3 separate regions of the Mus musculus genome follow, and all the other regions are linked to region 1. Evidence: chromatin contacts called from public HiChIP or PLAC-seq data. All regions are on one chromosome and are shown on one strand. The core of a region is the stretch at or near the end of the contact, and the rest is flanking DNA. Distances in the headings are between cores, read along the strand shown. Region 1 has its middle 34 kb from the start of Gm10494. Region 2 has its middle 84 kb from the start of Gm17315. Region 3 has its middle 59 kb from the start of Qpct.

Evidence for each region. HiChIP or PLAC-seq counts read pairs in DNA pulled down with a chosen protein or histone mark.
Region 2: a contact with region 1 is called in an H3K27ac HiChIP or PLAC-seq map of heart atrium, with 5 times the contacts expected there. The contact joins two enhancer-like sites. A contact is called at or near these places in 2 of 484 Hi-C or Micro-C datasets (bone marrow-derived macrophages and nephron progenitors) and 2 of 115 datasets of contacts at active chromatin or transcription factors (heart atrium and stem cell-derived neural progenitor cells).
Region 3: a contact with region 1 is called in an H3K27ac HiChIP or PLAC-seq map of heart atrium, with 13 times the contacts expected there. The contact joins two enhancer-like sites. A contact is called at or near these places in 1 of 15 datasets of contacts at CTCF or cohesin (the NIH/3T3 cell line), 2 of 484 Hi-C or Micro-C datasets (bone marrow-derived macrophages and embryonic fibroblasts) and 6 of 115 datasets of contacts at active chromatin or transcription factors (the NIH/3T3 cell line, VIP interneurons, embryonic fibroblasts and 3 more).

Annotation. Positions count from the first base shown.
Region 1 is chr17:79,543,025-79,545,724 of GRCm38.p6, forward strand. No RefSeq gene overlaps it. Among named protein-coding and RNA genes, the nearest start is that of Gm10494, 34 kb to the left of the region's middle. Within about 2 kb of position 1,382, at least 74 of the 459 cell types and tissues checked have an H3K27ac peak or open chromatin away from gene starts, as enhancers often do. A contact at or near this core is called in heart atrium, where this site is marked.
Region 2 is chr17:79,268,909-79,271,677 of GRCm38.p6, forward strand. No RefSeq gene overlaps it. Among named protein-coding and RNA genes, the nearest start is that of Gm17315, 84 kb to the right of the region's middle. Within about 2 kb of position 1,278, at least 4 of the 459 cell types and tissues checked have an H3K27ac peak or open chromatin away from gene starts, as enhancers often do. A contact at or near this core is called in heart atrium, where this site is marked.
Region 3 is chr17:79,109,680-79,112,383 of GRCm38.p6, forward strand. No RefSeq gene overlaps it. Among named protein-coding and RNA genes, the nearest start is that of Qpct, 59 kb to the left of the region's middle. Within about 2 kb of position 1,357, at least 5 of the 459 cell types and tissues checked have an H3K27ac peak or open chromatin away from gene starts, as enhancers often do. A contact at or near this core is called in heart atrium, where this site is marked.

The sequences.
Region 1 (2,700 bases), core at 132-2,631:
GATGCTTAAGCCAGATCCCTCATAGTATCATCCTATTAGGATGGTACCTTAGTGTTAGTGTGATACAATGTCATTAGATACTTGATACTTTACCTTTATTGTATCCAACTTAATTTTTACGCTTTTGAGGTTGTGTCATTCTTATGCCCTTGTACCATTAGTGAAGTCAAGGCATGCAACGGGAATAACATCCCAGAACTGGAAGCAAGATGAGCCAGACCTCAAACCTAGATATTCTGTGTCAGGGAACATGGTGGTAGAGAGAGCGACAAGTGAACTGTGGCTCGCTTCCTCAGCTGCCTACAGAAAATGTTTCAGAAGAATCTTTCTGTTGATTTATGATATATTTTTAAAAGCCCAATGGTGTAATTTAGTTTATACAAAAGCCCTTGTTTCTTGTGCATGGGCTAACTCAACAATGTAGTAAGGTTAGCCTCGCTCTCAAGATTAGTCACGTGGGGGCTGTGCACAGAAGCAAAGCATTGTAAGCATCCATAAGTAAGTTTGTAAGCTATCCATAAGTGATCTCCTAAAGGGGAGATCACCAACATCTGTCCTTAACAGGACACGAAGCAGTACCCTATACATGTCTACTCCTTGACCAAGTGGTCAGATAGTAAACAAGATGTGAATATTGGCACTGGAACCTACTAACCATTTACTCAAAAGAAGCAACCTGGTTCTGTTTTGCTATAGACTTCATTTTTTTTCCCATGCACAAACTCAATGACTCTATGCGACCTGTAGCATTCAAGCCTATGTCATTAATGTTCCCTTTCTCGGCCTTCTTCCAGTGTACATTGTTCAGGCCTATATCACAGAGACTATATCTCCCTACTTAATTCAACCTGCAAGATGTGAACACAGGATAAGTTAACTCTGCCTAGAAATTTAATGAACCCTGGGTACTCATCAGCCTGTTGGGTCTTTGTGTGTTTCAGAGCTCCTGCCTGCCCTGTGTCTCTTGCCAAAGATGGGAGCAGCTGGGTGTTGCCTTCCAGGATGTCAGCCAGCTTTTCTTGGCAGGAGTAATGCTTATTGTTGAAGTTCCCGAGTTGGCTGCTCACGGTCAGGAGCCGATGAAGATGCTGCCGAGTCTCCTATCAAAACCTCACACAAAGTAGTGGGGCTCCTGAACTCAACACATCGTTTGTGGCCCAAGGCTCATGTCCCATCTCTGTTACCTGAGTCTCCATTATGTAAATTAGTTCTCCCCTGTCCAGGTCTTGTGGGGGAACAGGCTGTTTGCAAAAGGAAGGAAAAGAAATGTTGGCTCAAAGCCGGTAGGTGGAATTCGGGCCAGAAAAGCTGCCTCCCACCTCTCTGCCAAGGCCTTTCAGCTCTGAATTGCTCTGTCCAACACACACCATTCCTACTGCTCAGCCAGATGTCAGGGTGGGGTGGCAGGCAGCCTATCTGAAGTCAGACACACAGAGGAGGAAGCTGTAGGTTTGTATCCAGGAGAAGCAACAAGGCTTCCTCTTTCAGAGTCCAGATCAAGAAAACAGGTCTGCTGGATAAAACACCACCAAGTTCCATGACTTAGTCACTGTGCCATAGCAAGGGAGTGCCTGGGTTTAGCAGGGGATCCGGCAGTGACCCGGACTTCAGGGTGAGCGGGTAGCCTCTCACATAGCCAGAGCCACCCTGGGCATGGTGTATCTGCAAAATTGCAGACACATTTCCTGAGATAAAATGACATGTATTAAGACATTCTAGAAATTAAAAACAAAAGGGGAACAGCCTCAGTAGGTCTTGACCCATAATATATCTGCCAACTTCTAGCAGCCTCCAGAGAACAGAAGAAGAAAGCAGCCTTTGAGACAACAGGTCTGCTTCTCTTGGCCACTATGTCTTCCTTTCTCTCTTCTCCACCCCTGTTTTAAGATCTCAGTCATGTGTGGGCCTATAAGGTGATCAGAGACCATTTGACCAGAGCTCTGACAGGGTGAGCAATGGTCTGGCATCGGAACACCTAGGAGGCCACCTGAACATACACAGGACAGAGTCAGGATAAGTGTCATGGGCCAGTGCTCACAGCCTACCTCCTCTCACCTTGTTCTCTAGCTGCATTGCTACAAGTCACTGCTATCCAGTCTACCAACCTCCCTTTCCATGCTCATCCAACCCAGTCTTCATCCTGAAGCCAAAAGGAACAGGTTTTCACATGCAAATCCAATCACTTAATCCTGAAATCGTCTCCCAGGTTCTCAAATGCACCCTGCCTCAGTCTCTTTTATACATCAATCTCCACGCCTGCTCCCTCACATTCAGTGTGCGAGGCTTATCCAACCTCTTCCTGTATTGGGATCCAGCAGACTTCCTCCTGCCTGCAAGAAGTTACCCTGAGTCTGCTGTTCACTTTGTGATGGACACCCTCTCAATATCCCCTTTGTCTTCTAGCAGCGTCAAGTTTACCTGAACAACTGCTACTCATTCTGCGTGCCCAGCTTCCCCATCCCAGGCTACTTACATCCGGGTGCCTGTCTCATGGCTCTCAGAGCCCTGATACTGGAGCTCTCATCACAGGGGATAGTATTCCCCTGGGGATCCCAGCGAATACCCCTGCACCCAATTCACTCCACCATAAGCACTATGCCAAGTTTTCTTCCACTGGTCCTGGAACTGACCAAATGACCAGGAAATTTATTTATTTAGTTAGTTAGTTGAAAGAAGTTAATTAGCAAAATTAGTTAACGA
Region 2 (2,769 bases), core at 28-2,527, 270 kb before region 1:
TGACTTCATTAAAACAAACCGTGCTCAATTAGATCTTAGTTCACTCAAACCGAAAGTGACCAAGACCTAGTTGAAGAATTGACAACTTGTCCATTAACCCTTGACCCTGAGGGTAGTCCTACATCATCTCAGCTTTCTGGAAAACAAAGACGATCCATTTCCTAAGGGAATGTCAAAACACCACTTCTGTAGAGGAAGTGGACTCTGGACTACTTAGCATCCTCTTGCTTCTGTAACTACAGAGGTTTCCTATCACCCAAGAGTTTGTTTAGGATTAGGCTCACTCTCTGGCTGCTTGTGAAAGTGAAATCAGTAGAACCAAACGTGTCTCAGGTTGAAGAACTTCATATTAATGAAATGTAAATAAAGCCAGAGAAAGGGACATTTCAGAAAACCAAATAAACACATTTAATGGGATTTGTTTCCTTAGACAGTTCCTCAGGATCTCCTTGCTCTGGAGCCATGACTCAGGCCTCTTTTGGTGATAACCCCAGATGTTCTACATTTCAGCAAGATGCTTGCATTTTTCTCTTGTTTTTGTTTGTTATTTCTGTTGGAAGCATGAAAGCCACATTAGCTGGCTGGAAATCCTAGAGGAATTTAGGAAGAAGAGATCAAATATTTGACAGCAAACACAGTAATCCCATGTAAACAAACAACTATCCATGGAAGCAAGGATATGCACTTGAAATGTTTCAAATTAGGACAAAAAAAAAAAATCAGAAGGGCGACCTGTCAGAGGGGAGGGTAGAGAAGATGGGGGTTGGAGTTAGTTGTTATTTCAACACAAAACCTGAAAAGTCTTAAATCACAAGGCAGAGATGAGGGGCTGACATTTTCTGTTATTGAAGTTGTTTTGCTCTTAGCTTCAGAACATGGATCTGGGATAATCTATTTTCTACAAATTTCTGCAAATGAAGTGGCTTCAATTACATCACAGTTGTTGCAATGATTGACCCTTCTCTGTAGCCTTCATGTGTACTGTGAATTGGATTCTTAGTTGATCTTAAGTTGGCCAGAGGCACCATTAGCCAGACTCATGGGTCTGTCAGAAGAGTCAGATCTGTCCTGGTTAAGTCCTTTCTGTCTCAGGGTCATTCGAGAGACACCACATGACAGTCAGAAAACATGAGGTCATCTTTACATGATGAGAGAACAATTAGATCCAAAGCTGGATCTAACTCTAATTTCATATTTTCCCACAGCTTTTTGCTTTCCATTCTTGTCACTTATATCTGAAAAGCTGATAGTTACCAGGGGACTGTGGCCAGCATGAGAGAGAATGTGTCAATGCTGGCTGTGGTGGCCATAGCAACATGTCTGCCTCAGAGCAGATCCAACACACATGAGCAAACAGAAGAATGTTTGAGAAGACTTGAGATTGAGGGAGAGCCAAGGTGAAGCTGGGGCCACCCATCACAAACTTTCAACGGTCAATAACAGTTCAGTCACACAGTCATTTTATTTTTCTACACACTATCAACTTGGCTGAACAGATCATTAATGGTGGCTTATCGCTAGTTGGAAACGTCTCAAAAGTCTATGTGTGGGAAGGACCCACATTTCTCATAACCCCAGGCAGGACTGATACAACATCAGTCAGCAAGGGTATCCAGCACCGGTTCTGTGCAAATGGCAGCTGAGGCACTTCACATGGTACTGTATACGATGTGTTTCTTCTTCACAAAGGTAGTTCTGTGCCAGTGCAGAGATGCCTAATCTCATCTTTCTAATATAGTAAGATGAGAGCCATAGTAAGTGAATGTAGAAGGTAATATAAGCCAATTGAATCTGAGGAAATATTAAGGACAGAAGTTTAGGTTCCTAGAATGGTGCATATAATTTACCAAAGAAAAGGATGTTTTGAGCTAAGAAGCACATTATCAATAAAGGCATGAAGTCAAAAATGTGTTTGTGTTACTGCTAAGACTTCAAGTTACATCTTGTTTATCCATGGGTAACTATGGACTCCCCAAACATCACATACTATATTGTCAAGGCGATTGGCTGCCCTCCACAACTCAATGGTAAATCTCTATTGCTGAATACAACACATGTTCATGGTTCTGGAAGATACTCTTCATTCCACTGGAGAAGAAACTTAATCATCAACATAAAAACCCTTGCAGCAGTGACCTACCTGCAAAATGGTACGACAGTGACACAAAAGTTATGAGAATAATCAACCACTTTCTTTTTTAAATATGGAATTAAGTAAGGTACATTCCATGAGATAGAACCCAGTCCTGGCACTTCTGAAATGGCCAAGAACCTGATACTAGATATGTTATAGGCCTAGAGGAAAACCTACTATTACTCTTATGTTAAAGGAATATGGCAATAAAATGACTTCAAGAAAACAGTGTCTTCCAGACACAACAGAACTGGTGCATGTATAAGTCCACAGAGGCTCTGGTAAAAACCATAAGAGCGCTTATGCTTGAAAATATTCAGGGGCCAGGCACTGAGAAGGGGAAGTGAACACGGTGTCCCACCCCAACCAAGAAGCAATTTGCGATTGAGACCTGCTGGCTGGCCAAGGGGAACATCAGTTTTCTTCAATTAAGCATCACTGGGTCTATGATATCAACTCCACCCCAGGACATGCCTCATGCCCTGTGCCCCAAAGCAGTTGACCAATACAAAATGAAACCCATGTAATTCTCTCTCTCTCTCTCTCTCTCTCTCTCTCACTCTCTCTCTTTGTGTGTGTGTGTTTTGTTTTGTTTGTTTCATTTTGCATTGTTTGGCATCTTACTGTTTTTTATT
Region 3 (2,704 bases), core at 107-2,606, 430 kb before region 1:
GGTGTGTGTAAGAGCCAGGACCTTGAAATACTCCGGGGGAGAAATGAGTCAGACATTCACCGAAGAGACAGAGTTGGATTAATCTACTCTGGTGAGCAGACTTTTTACGCACAGCCAAGGACAGAAGAAAACCCTCCACACAGGTGATACCAATAGGCTGCCACTAGCATCTGAGAACATCCTCTGGGCGGGCTTCCTAGGAGCAATACTGATGCTGCCTTGCGTGTCTGCTCCTGCTGCCCTTACTTTCTAACTTTGTCTGCTAAATTAGGAAGTCAAGATGCAGTTAGCACGGCCATGAGGACCAGACTCCGCTTTTGTTTGGCCCCTCTGAGGCAGCTCCCGAGGCGGAGCTCCAGTAGTCCACCTCGGATCTTTAACACCACCGCTCCTTCGTTTTTTATAGCTACTATTCTTTTTTTTTTTTAAAGTCATTGAAATGATTGCTTCACAAAGTTTTGTTTTGTTGGTTTTTTTTTGTTTTTTTGTTTTTTTGTTTTTGTTTTTTTGTTTTTTTGGTTTTTCGAGACAGGGTTTCTCTGTATACCCCTGGCTGTCCTGGAACTCACTTTGTAGACCAGGCTGGCCTCGAACTCAGAAATCTGCCTGCCTCTGCCTCCCGAGTGCTGGGATTAAAGGCATGCGCCACCACGCCCGGCTGAAAAGTTCTTATTTATTGCTCTTTAATATTTTCTAAAGCAATGCAGTTATTACAGTAAGTTTGAAAAGTATAGAGGTATAGAAATAAGAAAACAGTAATATTTCTCTCCCTCCATTCCCTCTTTTCTTTTCCTTTTGCAGAGATATGCATTGGACTCAGGCCTTGTACATGCCAGACAAGCACTCGGACTCTGAGCTCTTGGCCTTCTTAGATTTCTTCCTATGAATGAATATATATGAATATATACATATGTATATGTATATATATGTGTATATGTGTGTATACATAGAATATATATATAATCTTTTCCTATTCATATAAATTTTACTGTCAATCATTATCCTATCCATACTTTGCACATATAATATCCTTTCTTGAATTATTTTAAAGAACATTGTATGTTAATAAATGATTTGAAAACAGTTTTTAATGGCTCCATGGTAGTCCATTGCAGGAATAAATCAGAGTGTATTTATTTTAATCTCCCTCAGTATTTCTAATATTTTACTTTCATAAATAAACAATACCTGATGAAGTTTTGCATATAAACCTTTGTCCAGATCTCTGTTTCCTTGACAGTAGACTTCACACATAAAAGGGTGACAATTCGCATTCAGGGTTCATCTGGGTTTAGGGCAACTGAACTCCGGGATGACTGCTTTCTGCATGAACCTCAGGCTGCCAGTAGGTGTCGACTTTGCCTCATGTTTCTTCTTGCAGCTCTTTATCCATTTATTTTCAGGATCATCTTTGAAGGGCTGTGGGAGAATGCATTGTTAGTAAGTCAATAGAGTTCAAATATAAAATTTGAAGTCTCTCCCAAGGGTCACAACCCCGAGTGCCCGAGGGCTTGGCTATTTTTCTTTTCTATGTGTTGCTGATTGTATCCAACCCAGCAGCCTATGTGGTGCTGACCTGCTACTGAGAGAAATACAGTCAGTCAGCACAGCCTGCAAGGCTCTCTAGGAATGTGTACACATGCATCATACACACACACACACACACACACACACACACACACTCACACACGCACACACGCACACACGCACAAGGAGAGGGGAAAGACATTCGCTTTTGCCTAATGAGTGTATTCTTGAAGCATCCTATAATTAAAAATTGATAACCTTATAGAGATATCTATTTTAGACAGCCTCCTTTCTAAATAAGGAAACTGAGTCTTGGAGAGGTTAACTTGTTAACATGGTACAAGTATTGAGATGGTTAATCGCTGTTGTTGATGTGTTTAGATTGAGAGTCACCGGGGAGACCGAGGCACACGTCTTAATGTATCTGTAAGGACATTTTCAGGATGGCTTAGTGGAGAGGGAATGATGAACCTGAGTGTGGGTGACATTGTCCCACGGTCTGAAGGCCCAGATGGAATAAGAAGAGGAAAGAAATAGCAAGCCAAGCTACTGCTGGCTTTCCTGGACTGCCAAGGTGTGTCTACTCAGCTTTTACCACGCCTTCGCTGTGCCACGGAGAACCAACACCTCTGGCAACTGGAGTTCAACATGTTTTTTCTCCCTTAAGATGTTTCTTTATGGTGTTTTGTCACAACGATGAGAAATTTGATGAGCGCATGCTATGCTGAAGCAGAATTCAGATCCGGACATTTACCTTTTAAAAAAAGAAAAAATATATTTTTCTATCTGTATGTACACCTGCATACCAGAAGAGAGCATCAGATCATATTATAGATAGCTGTGAGCCCCTGTGTGGTTGCTGGGAATTGAACTCAGGACCTCTGGAAGCCCATACAATGATCTTAACTGCTGAGCCCTATCTCCAGGCGCAAGCACACTTATCTTTGAAGTGTATGACTTTAACAATTTCCCCATCTTTGTTAAAAAAAAATAAATCTACAATACCAAAGCTCTTTATTAACCACCTGGACATGGGTTTCTAAGAATTGTGTTTATAAGATCTTCCTGGGATATTCACGTGGGCATACCAACTGTAGACACCCATTTCATTTGCACTGGGACTGACTGGACAAATTAGAAGCCTTGGCTAAAGAGAATAGGTTGACCCATGTGAGCT